Linked DNA regions of Ovis aries: region 1 is linked to region 2. A link is a contact called in public Hi-C data. All regions are on one chromosome and are shown on one strand. The core of a region is the stretch at or near the end of the contact, and the rest is flanking DNA. Distances in the headings are between cores, read along the strand shown. Region 1 holds the start of ETFRF1 (electron transfer flavoprotein regulatory factor 1). Region 2 has its middle 130 kb from the start of KRAS.

Evidence for each region. Hi-C and Micro-C count contacts between places; a contact is called where the count stands out from the background.
Region 1: a Hi-C map of liver shows a contact between it and region 2, with 4 times the contacts expected there. The contact joins the promoter of ETFRF1 here to the enhancer-like site in region 2. A contact is called at or near these places in 7 of 16 Hi-C or Micro-C datasets (blood, hypothalamus, liver and 4 more).

Annotation. Positions count from the first base shown.
Region 1 is chr3:190,422,758-190,426,780 of ARS-UI_Ramb_v3.0, reverse strand. ETFRF1 (electron transfer flavoprotein regulatory factor 1) reads left to right here and starts at 1,504. Exons shown (of 3, transcript XM_042247389.1): 1 at 1,504-1,589. DNAI7 (dynein axonemal intermediate chain 7) reads right to left here and starts at 1,379. Exons shown (of 14, transcript XM_060413313.1): 1 at 1,297-1,379. The coding sequence starts at 1,299.
Region 2 is chr3:190,241,354-190,245,036 of ARS-UI_Ramb_v3.0, reverse strand. No RefSeq gene overlaps it. Among named protein-coding and RNA genes, the nearest start is that of KRAS, 130 kb to the left of the region's middle. Within about 2 kb of position 2,241, at least 53 of the 54 cell types and tissues checked have an H3K27ac peak or open chromatin away from gene starts, as enhancers often do. A contact at or near this core is called in hypothalamus, liver, muscle and 1 more, where this site is marked.

The DNA.
Region 1 (4,023 bases), core at 255-2,754, 180 kb before region 2:
GCTCTCCACACCCTGTTTCTTCTCATTACTTCTGGTAAATTCATCATACTTTAAAACACAGCTTGAAAAGCACTGCTCTGCTCTTCCTGTCCCCCTTTCCTCTCCCGCCCTAATTTTAACATTCCCATCTTTGTGTTACTCCATCGTAGTCACTTCAATGATTATAGTTATAAAACTGTATTGTAATTAATTTGCTAAGTCTGTCTTCCATACCAGGGAGAGATTGTAATTATCACCTTTGTGTACTTCGTTTCAGTCTAGTACCAAGCACAAAGAGTATGCTCCATATTTTCCCTTAATTAATGAATTAAATAATTAAACTAATTACGCTTTCCACTTCCATCTGGTTTTAATCACTGAAGAAGATGGAAATCACTTTTAAGAAAATGGGAAACGAGAACATTTTAGCTACATGTTGGTCTGTGTTCCTGGAGAAGACACGACAGCTGAAGAGTGCAGAAAAACAAAACGAGACGCTCTATCGTACTTAAACACCAGGCAGGTTGCATACTCTGAATCACAAAACAATTCAAATTTCCACAAAAAACCACATAAAATAAATTTTCAAAGCAGAGTAAACTGCTGCTGTTGCTGCTAAGTCACTTGAGTGTGTCTGACTCTGTGCGACCCCATAGACGGCAGCCCACCAGGCTCCCCTGTCCCTGGGATTCTCCAGGCAAGAACACTGGAGTGGGTTGCCATTTCCTTCTCCAATGCATGCAGGTGAAAAGTGAAAGGAAAGTCGTGCCTGACTCTTAGCGACCCCATGGACTGAGGCCTACCAGGCTTCTCCGTCCATGGGATTTTCCAGGCAAGAGTACTGGAGTGGGGTGCCATTGCCTTCTCCGAGAGTAAACTGCAGCAGCTTTCAATTAATTGCTGAGGCGGAAAAAGCAAACCAAACAAAACTATGCATTTCCACCAAGCTTCAATTTAAAAAAAAAAAAAAGAAATTTCACAGGAATGTCTATCACTACTAGGAGTAACTAAATTGAGACGAATATTTGAATTTAGCAGCAGCTGGAGATTAAAACATCATCTGATCTGATTAAAACACCACAAACTGACCATTCCCCGTTTGCAGAAACAGGTCTGGACTCTCTCTCCGGTCCATCAGACCCCGAATGGAAGGCCATACTTCAGGAGAGGTCCATACCCGCTAAGGATATGGGGTCTTTCCTAAACCGACTCGCTCTCCTCTAATAAAATACGACAGGCCCTTGCCACATCATTTAACACAGCGCAGGAGCATCAATGATCGCCCCTTGGCCCTGCTCCCCTACGTTTCCTGCTCACCATGTTGAAGCATACACGACCTCGGTAGTCGGCCAAGTGTGATCTCCGGGCTATGTGGACAAACGCTCCCGCGTTGTCAGGACGACAAGCCCCGCCCACTGGCGCCCCAGGGCCGCTGCGGAGAGCCCCGCGTCTGCGTTCGCGCAGTCGCGCTGGGGTTTTTCCGGACGGTGCCCTACCCACTTCCCTGACAGGTTGCTCCGCCCCACTACAGCCTGCCGCCCGCCTTGGTCGACAGCCTCCGGCGTTGGAGCTGAGGGCTGCGTTTACGGCTGCGGCGTGCCGGAAAGTGCGTGAGTGCCGCGCCGGGGCGTCTTATTTTGTTTTCCGGATGCTTGAGTCTGGAGGCGGTATCCTCTGGGAGAGGACCAGCAGGTGTAGGAAAAGGGCTTATGTGCGTCGTCCGACGTTGACGGCCCCTCTCCCTGTTTCCCTAGATTTGCTGGGGCGAATCTTTCTTTGCGGATTTCGAGAAGGAAGGGGGCCGCCGACTACGCGACTGGGTCAAGTGGCTGACACCGGGTCGGCTTCCTGGGCCGCCACCGCTTAGACCAGCGTGGGGCTGGGCTCAATTGGCAGTTTAGAAAAAGAGGTAAATAAATTGGCTCCTAGAGGGTTGTTTATTTTTAAATGACCTTCAGATTATTCTCCTTGCACCTGTTTGTTTATTTCCTGAGCCATCAAGGTATATGCTGTTTTGGGGGTTTGTTTTTTGGTTTTTTTTTTTAAGAGGCGCTCTAAGCAAGAACTGGAACTAATTTGAAGCAGTTCCTGGGTAACTGGTGGAGGTCTCAGAGACCCAGCAAGACGCGCTAAATTCTGTGCCCAGAGTCAAGGTCACAGTGTACTAACCGGTAGCACAACCCTTCGAATGTCGGTCTACCAACATGAAGAAACTCTGGCAGCTTAGACCAACAGGAAAACTAGAAGAAATTAAGAGACTGAGACATTAACCTTCCAAAGCGTATCTGAATTCCGTATGAATTTAGATCTAAACCCCGTTTAGGCTTAAACCCCATTTTAGCCTGACAAGACATGAAATGCTTTAAAATTCTTGCCACCATTTTTCATCTCTGATTGTAATTTTATGTCCACACAACCCAGTCTCTCTTGCAATTTCATTGACCAAAGGTATTATTAAATAAGTATTTCTGACTGAGCTAGTCGTTATAGGTTAAAGTTATTCTCCCACAGAAATCCAAATTGCTTCATAGCTATGACATTTCACCTTCACATCCCTGGTAGCAAGATTAAAAACGTCTTAATGTCGACTTGATATACAGTTCCAAAGCTGGTATGGAACTAAGCTTTTACGTTTTTCAGTCAAACTAATGTGTATGATTACAGAACTTCAGTCAGCTCTGATGGGAGTAAGGAAGTGTGAATGGTAATCACAAATAATTTTGATATCGTGGGATTTCAGGGGAGAGACTTGCTCCAGTTCTCCTTCCACCAAATTCCCCCCAGGGAGGAGGATTTGCTATGGATGTGTTAGAACATGCTGGACTGTGTTCTAGGGGACTGCTCTGCTATGAGATTATACCAGTGGGCTTACTTAGTTCTCTACTAGTCTTACAACCTGCATGAATAAGAAGACCCATTTCCTCTGTTCACTTTTACCTCCAGACAGGTGCAGTTCCTAGCCCCTCTGAATGTACATGACCATCTTCCAACTCACTTTTATAATCTGGCTTCTAGGTAGGCCTCAACCAAGCAACATACCAGCTTTGGGGGCAAAATCTCTTGCCACCTGCCTCTCGGATTACATATCCTTTGGTGCTGGCAAGTGTGTTGGGATAAATTTTAGTGTGAAGCTTTTTGGGCTTAACTACTTTGGGGAAATGTGCTCCATCTGAGTCAAATCTGAACTTCATGGGGAAGAGTGATCAGTAATAGCTTTGGGCACCATGATGTTGTTGGTCACTAAGTCATGTCTTACTCTTTCACAACCCCATGGACTGTAGCCCCCCACGCTCCTTTGTCCCTGGGATTTCCCAGACGAGAATACTGAAGTTGGGTACCATTGCTTTCTCACTTAACCTGATACTGGAGTTGGTTAAGTCTTGGCCCACAAGTCACTGGGAAAGAGCTATCAATGTGGATTGTATGCCCACCTCCATCCAGGTTTCTTAGAATGATAGGGAACTTCTCAGTCCCTAACTCTCATTTGGCTCTTTATAAAAACAGTAACTTCCATGACTTTATGCAGGGTTAAGGAGCAGCCCCAGCTCCCTGCTGCATTTAAATTGTTCACCAGTTCACCCAAGGAAACCTGTTTCTCCTAAAGGCTATAGTAAACTTAAATGCCTGAAGATCAGTATGCAGTAATAAAACATTTCCTTAACTCATAAAAATTAATATATCAAGGAATGGGACAAAGTTATCTCGGTCACAGCAGCTACTTTTTTGCCTGGCAGGTCCTTTTTTATGCATAATTTGTTAAAAAAAAACAGCTAAAGATAATTTAAGCCACATTTCTAAAAGCTTTTACAAATTATGAATTAAATAGAGCTATGCTCTTTGCCAGGAATTAAACAGGCTGTAATTTCTGATTTGAAATTACATCTAATGTAGATTTAATTTACAATTATTTTAAAAGCAGAAGGTTCTTCCTTAAGTGTCATTTTCAGTAAGATTAAAACACACAAAAAATGGCTCTCAGAAAAAAAGTTTTAAAAATGGAATTAGTTGGTGCTGTACCTGGTTAGATAGCGCCATCTAATTTCA
Region 2 (3,683 bases), core at 992-3,491:
ATAAGACACTGTTGCAAACAGGGAGCAATGAGAAAATTGGCTTAAACAATTTGGGTGTTCAGGAGCAGTTTTTCTTACTCCAGGAGATTAAACATGCCACCTGAGAGCCACCATGTTTAACCAGAACTAGGTTTATTGTAGTTGACTGACAACAGGGGTGAAGCAAGACTCTTGCTTGCCTTCTTGCTGTGAACTGAGGTGAGCCTGGAAGGTGCCCCGATCAAAGCCAGCTCCCTGCCCCCACAGACTGTGCAGGCTTTGGCGTCAGACTGCCTGGTTCCCATCCGCAGAAGGGTACACACTGATTCTCAGAATCTGTTTCCTTATCTGCAAAATGCGGCTCACACTACTCACCCCATCCAGTTACTGTGAGAATTAAATGAGATAGCCTGCCAAAGCACTCAGGACCCAGCAGGAACAATCATCATTGGCTGCTGTCACCAACCTTTTTTGCGCTAAGCTCGGCTCACCGGTGGAGTGGGCCAGGAGCCCAGGAGAATTGGTTACTGCGGTTACCTTGTGATGACCCTGAGCCAGGAATGAGGGAGCAGGTGAGGTTAGCGCCAAACTCCTCAATGTCTTCCAAGAGACAGAATGTACTAATGGACGCTATTCTCCTGCAGCCTGTCTGTCCTCAAGAGATTTCTAAGAAGCAGTGGCAAGGCCTCAGGAGCTAGGTCCCTGGCAGAGAGCAAGTTTCTGGTGACCACGGCACTCAATATTGAGAAGACAAAACCCCTGATAAGGTGCTGAACTGTCAGGTTCTACACATGGCTGGAACCCTTGGTGACTCCCTGGGAACAACCCCCTCCCCCGCCAATCCCCTTCCACCACCACCTGCTTTCCTCTGATGGACTTCAGCTCTCGCTAAACTAAGGACAGCAGGGGACACTTGGTGCGCTTCCCTGCCCGGCCCCCACCCCCCCTCGGAATTCAGGACATCCAGCTAAGCGCGGGGCTATCTTTAAAAGGAATTATTCGTGGCTCCTACATAGCCCGCTGGTGAGGGCAACGTGGGGCGGCCCAGGCCAGGAGTCCCCCGAGTGCCCCCAGAGCCCACCCTCCGCCTGAGAGCCCGTAGCGCCCCGCCCGGGGGAGCACCCCGGGCCCGCAGAACCCCTCCGAGGAGAAACAACCAGCTCTGCAGATGCAGCCCTTGCAGTTTGGGTCTCTTCTCTCCTCTGACGTAATGTCAGTTTCCTGCTTTCGCGCTGCAGTGTGCAGCTCGCTGGCCGGTAAGTCTGAGGATCAATGGATTGAACGCCAAGATAATCACCGCCACTATCTTGCAGTTTATTTTCCACGAATACACCCCGCCCCCCAAATTCCACGACTTTTGGCTTTTCAGGCGGTATTGTTCTCCCCTCCCCCCAGGAAGGCCGCCTCTACACACAGCCCAGCACCAGGAAACAGGCGTCGGTTTGTGGCTCAAATGTGGGGCCGGGGCGGGGTCGGTTCAAACCTTCTCTGCACCCCCACCCCCATCCCCACCCCCTGCTTTGAGATGTCAAATCCCTGGCTTTGTTTCCAGCAAAACTATGATCGGAGCGGCAGCATTTCCTCCCCTTCTCCAGAAACCGAGCTGGGAAGTGGGTAAAAACTATTTACTACGGAACGTGCTAGGACGCTTCTCCACGCCCCACACCCCCACAGGGAAAGGACCGGCAGAGACCGCCCCGCCACCTCACTCGAGCCGGGCCAACTGCAGCTCCGCGGCCGCTGCCACCGCCCAGCCGAGCCTGGGGAGACTCCCAAGGGCTCTTTAAATACGATCTATAAATACTACGGGCGCTTGGCGCGCGCGTCACGGCAGAACCGGCCTCCGATTGGTTGTCGTAACCCCGCTATTTGCATAGCCGGATTGCTCAACCGGGCGGCGACCTCAGCCGAGCGCTCCCCTCCCCCGCAGCGGGCGCGCGGGCCGTTCGGGGCCGGCGGGCGGGGGCCGCTGGGTGGCGGCCGCACGGCCCGGCGACGAGTGCGAAGTGGCGGTGGCGACGTCCAGAGTGACTTGAACTCCGGAACATTTCGAGTCTTGAGTCATGCGGCGGTCTTCCGGGAGGCCGGCCGCCTCCCAGAAGGATCAATTTTGCGCAGCCGAAGGCCGGCGCCTTTAGATCGGGTCATTTTGCTTTTCAAACACAGAAAGAAAAAGTTTGAAGGGTTTCACCCGAACAGATGCGCTGGGTGGCTCGCGGAGGCACCACGTGAGACCTTGGACACGCAGCCAGAGCCCTGTCCAATGACTTGCGCCTTGGGGTGTTCAAAAAAGGCTTTTTGCATGATCACTAGTCAGACCTCGTTAGTTTGAAAACCAAACCAGGAGTGTTCTGGAAATGAAAGAGGTTTAAAGCTAAGGTTTTTTTTTAATTTTTATTTTTTAAACACCCATTCATCGATAAGAAGCTAGGGGAAAAGATTCTCTTGTAGCAACTAAAAATGTTCAGCTACTTGGCCCTAACCGGAGCTGGTTGCCTCTGGGGAGATGGGTAGTGGCGGAGAGGGTCAGGAGGGTGGGGAAAGACCACGCTTTGGAATCCGGGAAGCAATCCGACGTTGCGGAGGATATTGGCACTCGGGATTCTGTCTAGAAGATGCTATTGATCGCGGGAGATAAATGTAGATAAATGTGCAGATATTGTTTTATGTTAGTATTCAGATGTTATGAAAATCGTTTTATCTTCGGGATGTAACCTGAGAATAGGAACTGTGGCTGCCGATTGTTCCAAACATTCTAGGTAAAATCTACAGCATAGTAAAGTCCTTACTTTTGAATGTGATAAATACGATGACTTTCAGTTTCCTCATTTTGTTTTAAAATGCCCTGTCCTTAAAGTGCAGAAAGCACATGGTAAGGGTCCAAGTTTTCCCGTAACAGTATCCGGGGAAGACGCTAGAAGTGTATGTTGGTGTCTTACACCGAGTCGGTCCTCAGAAAATATTAGTGGTGTGAATCAAATACGTTCATTAGAAGAAACTAAGCATTGCTCAAAATCTAAGGTCTCATTCAATTATGTTTCATAAATGTCCTTTCCCCCTATATCAAACTCAAAGCTCATAGAACTCTTGTTATTCTACAACACTCTTAACTACTGTTACTTGGATGCAGCGAATATGTATCTAAAAGCTTTTTGAAAAAGAACTTCGGATTTTAACTGAAGAGCGCCCTCTGCTGCCAACCCGTTTATGGGCAACGCGCCTGAAAAGTGAAATGCTTGTCAGAGTTGGACTGTGAAGAAAGGTGAGCACCGAATGATTGATGCTTTTGTTCTGTGGTGTTGGAGAAGACTCTCGAGAGTCCCTTGGACTGCAAGGAGATCCAACCAGTCCATTCTGAAGGAGATCAGCCCTGGGATTTCTTGGAAGGAATGATGGTAAAGCTGAAACTCCAGTACTTTGGCCACCTCATGTGAAGAGTTGACTCATTGGAAAAGACTCTGATGCTGGGAAGGATTGGGGGCAGGAGGAGAAGGGGATGACAGAGGATGAGATGGCTGGATGGCATCACTGACTCTATGGACGTGAGTCTGAGTGAACTCTGGGAGTTGATGATGGACAGGGAGGCCTGGCGTGCTGCGATTCATGGGGTCACAGAGTCAGACAGACTGAGCGACTGAACTGGTGAACTGATGCCCACCTAGTGTCAGACTTTATTTTTGGGGGGCTCAAAAATCACTGCAGAT